2 separate regions of the Capra hircus genome follow, and region 2 is linked to region 1. A link is a contact called in public Hi-C data. All regions are on one chromosome and are shown on one strand. The core of a region is the stretch at or near the end of the contact, and the rest is flanking DNA. Distances in the headings are between cores, read along the strand shown. Region 1 overlaps ACVR1 (activin receptor type-1). Region 2 has its middle 77 kb from the start of UPP2.

Region 1 (4,922 bases), core at 1,418-3,917:
TTTAACCATTTAATACAAAATCTATTTTATTATTCAATCCTATTTGCTTATCAGACTTTAACCTTTCTATAGACCTTAAGGTCCTCACCATAACTTTAAAAATTATGAATTATGCAACATGATCTTGTATCAGTTTTTTGTTTTTCTTTTTATTTTTTCATTTTTCTCTCTCTCTTGCTAGTTAGCATTTCTGGCCTTGGATGCTCCTCATAACCTCTCCTATAGTTTGTTTCTTTTTTGTGTGAGTGTAAGATTGATTAAGGACACCTGTTAAAAATGTACTATATATTAAGAAAGTAAATTTGGCTTGGGCTGTATCTACAGATTAAGGTACATTAATATTTGTAGGGACTTTGAGATGCAGTTTAGGGTTCATTTTATGGGGAGTTTCGGAAGAGGACTGAAGTCCATATTGACTATAATATGGAGACGGTTCCACATGAACTATAAGGTTGAGGTGAAATGTCACCCAGCCTCCAGCTGCAGTGACAGGTCACTGGGAGTCTGATACAGGAGAATGGCTTTGTCTCCTTCCTCTTAGGAAGGAAAGGTAGTCCTCTCGGATACCAGAGCCTTATGTTCCATTTCCCTCTCTACATGCTCAACATAGAGACAAGTCCCTAATAAGCACAACTGTTTTAGAAATTATGATCTCATAGCCCCTTTCAGAAAAAGGTATCAGAGCTACTCACCCTCTCATGACATCTGGTCTGCCAAATCGTCCCCACAGTAGATATCACTCTGCTCACTTTCCCCAATATGCCCATCCTCCTTATAAATTCCAAAAGGCCATGCCTTTCTCTTCCTCACTGGACCTAAACTTCCTTGTCACCCATTGTTCAAAGAGTAGGAGGAAAGCCTTGTGGCTACTCACATCTTTAACCCACAAAGAACCAGGATAAGACTAACTGAAACCCTTCACCTAGAAATAGAAAAGTCCATGGGAACCTTTAGTAGGCAGCTGGGCCGTGATGTTCCTGTTACACCAGTCCCCTTGGCAGCACTCCACAGCCTGGCCAGGTGACGGCGGGGTCTTACAGGTCATCTTCCCCTGCTCGTAGACCTGGAAGCAGCCTTTCTGGTAGACGTGGAAGCCATCATTTATGCTCAGCGAGGAAAAGCACTGCTGGCCTTCACAGTGGTCCTCACTCCCACAGGAGAGGCCTTCACACACACACATGTAAAGTTTGGGGTTTACCTTGGGCTTCTCATCTGCAAAGTGGGGAGAGAAAGGAAGACAAACAAAAATCACTGTGTGGGTTGTAACCCCACTGGGGGAATCATGCAGTCTCTTCAAGATCAATACAAACACATTAACCGAACCAAAAGTCAGGTGAAGCATCACCACTGGTCATGATCTTATATCTCTCATCTGACCAACCACCAAATAATAATCACCTCTCAAGATATGAGTGTGTTTCTATAAGCTGGGTGTGCTTTTAGATCCTACCAGGCTGAAGAACGGTTATCATCTGTTACAGGCTTCTGAAAATGGACTTCTCCCATTGTGGCTTTCAAGATATCTTTGGTCTGGTGGGCTCTCATACCCCAGTTCTTGAATCAGAATGTTTTTACCAGAACATAATGCTCATTACTTTTATTTTTTGTAGAAGAGGCTCCCAGATACATGGCATCTGCTAATACCAGCTCCTGCTAGCTGCATACAAAACCCCATCAACTACTCACACAAGGGCAGCTGATGTTCCTGCCATCACCTGTCTGCTTCAGAAACACAACAGTACAGAAGAGTTCACAAAGGTGCACGGTCTATAATTACATATCCATATTATCGATAGTTTCGCTTAGATGTCTAGATTAATTTTTCCGTAGGGGAACACTTAAGTTTTTACATTAATTACTATGGGAATTCATCACTGCTAAAACATTTTCACCTGGCAGAAAAAAAAATTGGCACTAATTATTGAGGATGGAGGCACAAAAAGACAAAGGGAACAGAACAGTGTTTGAACAGTAAAGTAACAAGTGGGACTAAAGGAAAAGCCTACACAGGTTGGTCCAAGGCACAAGACAGATCATCAGTGAAGCATACCTCACCAGACCTCCTAACTGTCTCTTTCTGAAAACACTCATTTGCAGTTTCATCTTTCAAATCACTCTTTTCTTTCCTGTGTTAGAATAATTAGTTCAGACTTGCTGGTACCAACAGTTTCCACTAGCGGAGAAGGAAAGTGAAGACAGCGTATAAACAGCCAATTCCTGGAGGCCCCTGATTAGTCTGCTGAGGCCACTTTGACCAAAGCTATGTTCATATAAAGGGGTGTCGCCTTTCAAAACCCCCTGAAGGTCTGCAGCACACACAGGCTGCCTTCTAGTCCCTGAACCCTCTGTGGCAGCAGGTCAGTGAGAGAATGGCTTCCTTCTTAAAATAACAGGTCAGATGGCTGTGCTTTCAAGAGGAGACCTTAAGGTAAGGTCTTTGAAAATGTCAAGTTCATTTACACAGATTTGTGTGGGTATGTGTGGAGGTGTGGGTTATCTCAAAAAGAGAGAAGCGTTCTTCATCTTTCTTCTTCCCTCTTCAAAGCAGTGAAAAATAGTTCACTGCCCACTGTAATGTGGGTGCCTCGTCCCACGGAGTAAGCGCATACAGACACACAGACACAAGCTTTCTATTTATAATTGCCTTGCTAGGTCTTTTGAAAACCACAAGGGGCTCATCCAAGAGCAGAGACATGCCCGAAAGCAGAAAATCCAAAATAGCCGCTGACAGTGTATGCATGTCACCAGACTCACCCCCAAGGAGCAAGAGCCCTCAGACATTTTTAATGAGCAATAATGCTAATGAGCCGAGGGGTAGTCTTTTATTTTTCCTTGCCTAGAGAAATCCAAGAGAAATTCCAGCACCAATCTATTTCTATGAGGATGAGAAACATATATATCTGTTGACATAATCCAGCAAAAAGTTTACTCTTGCCAAAAGCAAGTTGAAAGATAATATTTCTAGGGAGTCTAGACATGCTTGCCACTCTCGGATGGCACAAAGCTGTGCTGAGAGCTGCCAACTATGCTGCCCAACAGGTGATGGCTCTCTGGAGGGAAATGGATGGGCGGGGTGAGGCGCAGAGTTAGTGGTGTCATACTGATTTGCGATCAGAGCTGAGAATTTAAAAGTGTATGTTGAAACGCTGTTGAGTAATGTAATTTATGTAAATGTGAAACACAAATGTGTATTTTAAGACCCTAAATAATTTTTAAAGGTCATGGATATCCAAAAATACTTACTGAATACATTAAAGAGGTTGTATCTGTTGATGCTGGGTTGGAGAAGAGGGCTTGAAGGGGTAAAATGAAAATAAGACAGGAGAGGAGCTGGCCACAGACTGATAATGAATAGAGGAGGATGAATCATTTACTTGCTACATGTACGGTCTGCCAGGAACAACCACGACCACCCCAGGCCATAGAGGGCTCACTCATCACTGATTCTATGGAAACAGATGGTTCAGGGTACCAAAGAATTAATCGCACTTGGTGGTTCTAATAAAATTTTTAAAAAGTCAATTAAAAGAAATAAAGTAATGACAATAATTTCTCTAATGTGCCTTCAGAGTGAACTCAGTTCTTCAAGTCAGAGCCCAAACTTTAGGTGCACAGGCACAAGATGTCTCCTGCCTTGCCAAGGTCTAGCTTTTGAAAGGACATGGGGATGGTCTGACAGATGTTTAAACTGTGACCTAGAGAATATTGCCAGAAGTGAGCAGCCTCAAGTACATACCATCTTTAGCAAGATTCAGCCCACTAGACCCAACCCTGCAGTGTATCCAGGCATAACTGGGTACAGATCTTAATCAGATTTTATCCTGTGGGGTTATACTCTAAGTTAAAAACCAAGGTTTTCAGATCTTCCCTGCCACAATCAGAAAAAAGGAAAAAAGAAGGAAGACAACTCTTAACTCTATGTAATAATTAACTCAGTCTCTGATATGGGACCATGAGTTCAGTTCAGCAGTTAGCAAATGGGAAAGTATAAAAACTCCACCAACTCTGCTTCCTATTTTGCTTTTCACCAACATTTACTTTTCTTAATTTGTGAATTCCCATATAACTGATTGGCAGAGCCCTTAGTGAATCAGGTTTTCTTATACAGCCAAATATAAAGACTTTAAATTCACAAGAATATAAGAATGACCCCATGCACCCCCACACACATCTACACCAGACCCAAACATTAGTTAAACGCCACTTTGGCAATCTTATCCAACAGAATAGATCAACCTAAGAGACCCCAAGAGGATTTTCTGAGCCAGGATCACTAATTCAACAAAGCAGGTTAAAAGCAAGGTAGTACCATTTTCAGATCTTAATATTCACAATTCTAAGAAACACAGCAGGCCCCCAAATGCCTGTGACTCACTGTTTTCATCTTGTTAAAATTTAGGAATAACCATAACATGTGTAAGCCTGGGATATCTTATTTGGAGTAGGCTGGTGGGGTGGGGAAGTGTGAGAATTATCACAAAGCCCTTTTTAGGGCCACAGACAAGGGTCTGTGGACCTCTAATCTCTCAGACTGAGATATAAATACACTACACATCAGGGAACACCGAGGAAGGATAATCACCTTCTGTGACTGATTTTCAACAGTCCAGCCAGGAAGCACCACATCTGATATGAAGCATTTTACACTTGCCTGTGCAAATAACCAGGAAGTGCCCTGGCAGAAGGCAGTTAGTCTACTCTACCTAATTGACGCTCATTTAAATAATTCAGTAATTGAAACGTCAAGCCAGAGGTATTCCCTCTGTGCAGAGCTCACCCACACTGTTTGTTCTAAAGGCACCTCCCAGCATTACTCAGTGTTATGGCTGGCACCCTGTGCCCTCTGAAGCCCCAGAACCAGGCCTGTGTGAACACACTGGCAGCCCACGTCTGGCTGGGAGCAGCAGGGAGTCCTCGGTGCC
Region 2 (5,171 bases), core at 247-2,746, 220 kb after region 1:
AACATTCAGAAAATGAAGATCATGGCATCTGGTCCCATCACTTCATGGGAAACAGATGGGGAAAAAGTGGAAAGTGTCAGACTTTATTTTTGGGGGCTCCAAAATCACTGCAGGTGGTGACTGCAACCATGAAATTAAAGGACACTTGCTCCTCGGAAGAAAAGTTATGACCAACCTTCATGGCATATTAAAAAGCAGAGAGATTACTTTGCCAACAAAGGTCTGTCTAGTCAAAGCTATGGTTTTTTCCAATAGTCATGTACGGATGTGAGAATCGTACTATAAAGAAAGCTGAGTGCTAAAGAATTGATGCTTTTGAATTGTGGTGTTGGAGAAGACTCTTGAGAGTGTCTTGGACTGCAAGGAGATCTAAGCAGTCCATCCTAAAGGAAATTAGCCCTGAATATTCACTGGAAGGACTCATGCTGAAGCTGAAACTCCAATATTTTGGCCTCTGATGCGAAGAACTAACTCATTGGAAAAGACCCTGATGCTGGAAAAGATTGAAGGTGGAAGGAGAAGGGGATGACAGAGGATGAGATGGCTGGATGGCATCACTGACCTGATGAATATGAGTTTGAATAAGCTCGGGAAGTTGGTGATGGATGGGGATGCCTGGCATGCTGTAATTCATGGGGTCGCAAAGGGTTGGACACGACTGAGCGACTGAACTGCACTGAACTGAGGTGGTGCTAGTGGTAAAGAATCCTCCTTCAATGCAGGAGATGTAAAGAGACTCTAGTTGGATCCCTGGGTCAGGAAGATCCCCTGGAGGAAGGCACGTCAACCCACTCCAGTGTTCTCATTTGGAGAATCCCTTGGACAGAGGAACCTGGTGGGTTGCAAAGTGTTGGACACGACTAAAGCAGCTAAACACACACACAGGGTGTTAATATAAAATAACACTAGGTTTGCTTTCCAGAGAGGATACTACCAATGAACAGTTTCAAAAGGTACCTTTAAGACGGGGTAGGGGTAGGTAGACATCCTTAGAGGAAAGATTTAAATGTCCAAATAAGGCATCAGCTCAACTCAGATATAGTGAGCGGAGTCCTCAGTCTTCTGGTCCCTTTTGCCCTGCTCTCTCCCTAACTTTGAGGGGCCCATTCATTTCTTTCTCTGAAGCTGGCACTCAGCTCAACATTGACAGCTTCTCTGGCCTCGGCAGTCGTAAATAATATCTCACAACATCTGTTAAACCCTTTCTGTACACTGGTAGGCAATGTGATAAGCACTTGACCCACATACTCTGATCACCTTGTATCAATTTTGCGAAGCAGTGATCTAGATCATTATATTCATTTATACACAGAAAACACCAACCATGATATGAAGCCCTTTGCCTGACGTGACATAAGTCAGGTTTTTGTGACTTCAAAGCCCAAGCTCTTTCCTCTTTGCATTCAGCCCCTTGTTCTTTTTCCTTGTTTCTCCTGGCTGGTGCTTCCAGTTAGCAGCCTCTCCATTCAACTAATTTCCCCACAACAGATTGATCTTGCCCAGCTCTCCAATGCCCTGAGGGTTCCCTGGCAACCACCAGGCCCTAAGGTTCTCAGCTAACCGGTCTCTGCAAGTGCTCTCTGCCGCCCCCGCCTGGCAAACCTTAACACAGATTAATCCCTTGGTCAACACATTTGCTAAGAGTAGCATGATTTTTCCTTATATATGCCTTTCTGTGAATCAGACGCTCATGTATTACTGTTTAAATTAAGAAAAACAATGATAAATTGTCAAGACCAAGATCTAAGAATACATTTAAGGTCTCAAAAGTTGGACTAAAGACAAAGTAAATTTAACCTGTATTGGATACATGGATCCTCAAGAAAAGTTAATGGGAAGTAAGAATATCGGCGTGCTGCAGTCGAAGGGGTCGCAAAGAGTCAGACGTGACTTAGCAACTGAACAACAACAAAAACAAAAGAATATTTCAAATTCAAAATCTTTTGAGACTTTCCCTAAAGATGAGAAATTATGATTTTTCCTAAAGATGAGAAATTTAGATTTTTTTAAAAAAAGACTTTATATACCCCAATAAAAAACAAAGAAACAAAAGACAGTATCTTTCACATGATTTCCCACTTTGGCAGTAGTCCCCCTTATTTGCAGGGAAAACGTTTCTCAATGAATACCTGGAAACTTTTATATCAATATACTATGTTTTTTTCACATACATGCATATCTATGATAAAGTTTACTTTGTAAATTAGACACAGTGAGAGATTAACAACAATAATAAAATAGAGCAATTATAACAAAAATACTGTAATAAAAGCTAACTGAATGTGGTCTCTCTCTCAAAATATCTTGTACAAGCTTAATGCCTTTTCCAAATTAACTGAGCACTTACCAGGCACTGTGGTGATAAATTTTGCAGTTTGAGGTACAGAAAAACAAAACCAGCAGAGGTTTCTTTTTCCTTCTTCACAATTTCAAAGAGAGAGGATTCCGTCTTACCACAGGCCTCAGCATTGGATGGTTTCCCTTTCCTCAAGTTGAGCACTTTCACCTTTTCACTTCAAGGAAGCACTTTATAGCTTCCCTGTGGCATAACTTGATTGCCACAATCACTAGACATCCACTTTGGTGTCATAATTAAGTACAGTAAGGGTTACCTGAACCCAAGCTCTACAAACCACCACACCAACAGCTGATATGCAGGCAAAGAAGATGCAAGTCGCGGGCAGGACATCGCGAGATTTCATCATGCTGCTCAGAATGGCCTGCAACTTAAAACTTGCTAATTATTTATTTCTGGAGTTTTCCTCATTATTTTCAGGCGGCGGTTGACTTTGAGTAACAAACTATAGGAAGCAGAACCTTGGATAAGAGAGGATGATTGTACATAAGTCTGTTTATGAAACTTTATCAAAGTGTTTCAGGAAAGCCAGTATTAAAGTGTAAATTTACTGTTTTGAGAAGATCATTACTTCTTCAGCTTAATAGAAATAAGGCAATGTGAGATTAGTAGTTAACTTGTTAAATTACTTATTTGATTCTGTTGTGTGCCACATATACAGTAGGTGTTCAGTCAATGTTTGATGAATTATAAATAGTACCTAAATAGCTTTTTCAAATTCTGGAGGAGTGGAAAGGAATGTTATTTGACTTGGGTTAACACTGGAATTTCTGCTAAATACACAGTTGTTTGAAAGTTCTACTCAATAAAATACTGTACCAGTACAATGAAGTAGTGGGTATCCTCTTTCCCCAAAGTTAATGACTTTCTCAAGCATTTGGCTTTCTTACCATAGGATTAGTTCCATTATTTCTAGGCCAGTCAATAGGCACAATTCCAAGATTAAGAGCAATTTGGATCACTATTCTCCTTTCATCACATATTCATTATTCTCTGTTTGAATAAGACCTGTAATCAGTGTTATTTACCAATCTTTATGGTGAAACTTTAAACCACTGATTATTCCTGTCTTTGCAGGTATTAAACACCATTTCAAATATCCTTTCAATAAATTTGTAGTAGCTAATGAGGTCCATTTTTCCAGATTTTTCAGTCCACTGAAGGCACACTGAAACCCTGAGAGTCTTTAAAAAAAAGTATGTGTTGTTTAATTGGTGGCAGCTGTGCCTTAGAATGTTACCTAAGTACATAAGTGTTTTTTCCCCCTGTTTAATAGCTTTTTAAAAAAAATCACAGTTTAAGTTATCCTTGATATATATATATGGAGCACATATAAAGGTCCCCTGAAGTTCTTTGTTATTGAAAATTTCAAATACTATAAGTCTAATATATGCAAGAAATTATAGGACAGTACTCTTTTAAAACTGTATATTCTTTAGGTGCTCAGGATAGATTTCTTCAAGAGAAGGCATTAATTTACTGTAGTTAATTCTAAATACATTCTGTATTACTTGAATGCAGCATTTTCCTGCTTTGTCCTTGAATTCTTTTCAAAAATCATTAAGTACTGGATACATACAATAATAGCAGCTAGGCTTAAAAGTCACTATGAATCCAGTATACCTGCTAACATTTTATAGGAGAAATTTTGAAAAGAAACACACAGACATCTAATGTTCAAAATAACCAGAGCCAAATTTAATGATTTTACAGTTGAAGGATTGCCAAGATGTACATTTTCTGAGTGTGGTTTTCCTGAGAGTCTGTATGCAGATGAAATATAGCTTTTAAGAACATAATCTTCATGGATCAGGTCTTTCTTGTCATAGCACAGGACTGACTTTCACGTCAAGGTCAAAGTCCTCTCTGCAGATCTAATTTTAGGTTTTCCATTTCTCACCAGGACGCTGCAGGTTTTGAGTTAGTGCGACACAGACTGCATTCATTGTGCTGCAGAAAGAGGAGGGAAGCCTCTTCTCTGCGGTTTTCTCTGCTTCTGTCCGTCCGGAGACTCCCTGCTATGAGCTGGTTGGCTGCCCTCTGTGGTCACCTCGCCCCATTAAACGGGGTGGTCTCTGGGATGGCAAAGGCATACTCAGGGCTCTCCCTTCGTCTCTTTTGGATTTTCTGAGACAGTGGCAAACTTATGTTCCCATTATTAATAAAAAATTGTCTAGATCTTCAAACTGTAAACCTGAAGGAGAAGTAGTGAAGTCAAAGTAATTTCATTTAGACTGAGATAGAAGAGACCAGGAAACAAGGGCATGAAGATAGAAAATGTCAAACGTCATTCATTTACTTTTAGTTTTATATACAGAGTGCATAGAAGTCTGTAACAATTACAACAACGAAATCTAAGAATTTCCGTTTCATTTTATGGCCTTTCACTGAAAGAGACAGAGGAATGAAGATGAAAGGGCCAGAGGGAAAGCCAAGCAATCAACCTTCATGTTAGCAAAATCTCCAATAAGAAAATATCTAATATAATAAGCATGTATTTTTTTTCCTAAAAAGGAATCACTTGTTTTTTAAAAAGGAATATTTTCTATATTTAGTATAAGCAGTATTATGATTTTATAAAAAGTTTAGAAGCTTACACATCCATAAAATATTTTTGCCTTTGTTTTTAGTGAGGAAAGATTTAAATATCCACTTCTGGATGTTGGAAGATTTTTTGCATCCTCTCCAAGTGCCCCATAAAGTTATTTTCATTGCATAACAGCCCCATCTGGTGGTTATTTGTAAACTTTCCACTAAAGATACGTTGCATTTTCTCAGTTATGGGCATAAGTGAGATCCTTGCTTTTAATTTTCT

Evidence for each region. A called contact is a pair of places that touch in the nucleus more often than the background predicts.
Region 2: a Hi-C map of blood shows a contact between it and region 1, with 8 times the contacts expected there. The contact joins two enhancer-like sites. A contact is called at or near these places in 3 of 5 Hi-C or Micro-C datasets (blood and liver).

Annotation. Positions count from the first base shown.
Region 1 is chr2:97,618,999-97,623,920 of ARS1.2, forward strand. ACVR1 (activin receptor type-1) reads right to left here. Exons shown (of 11, transcript XM_005676108.3): 4 at 949-1,212. Among named protein-coding and RNA genes, the nearest start is that of ACVR1, 98 kb to the right of the region's middle. Within about 2 kb of position 2,668, at least 2 of the 5 cell types and tissues checked have an H3K27ac peak or open chromatin away from gene starts, as enhancers often do.
Region 2 is chr2:97,839,370-97,844,540 of ARS1.2, forward strand. No RefSeq gene overlaps it. Among named protein-coding and RNA genes, the nearest start is that of UPP2, 77 kb to the right of the region's middle. Within about 2 kb of position 1,497, at least 1 of the 5 cell types and tissues checked has an H3K27ac peak or open chromatin away from gene starts, as enhancers often do.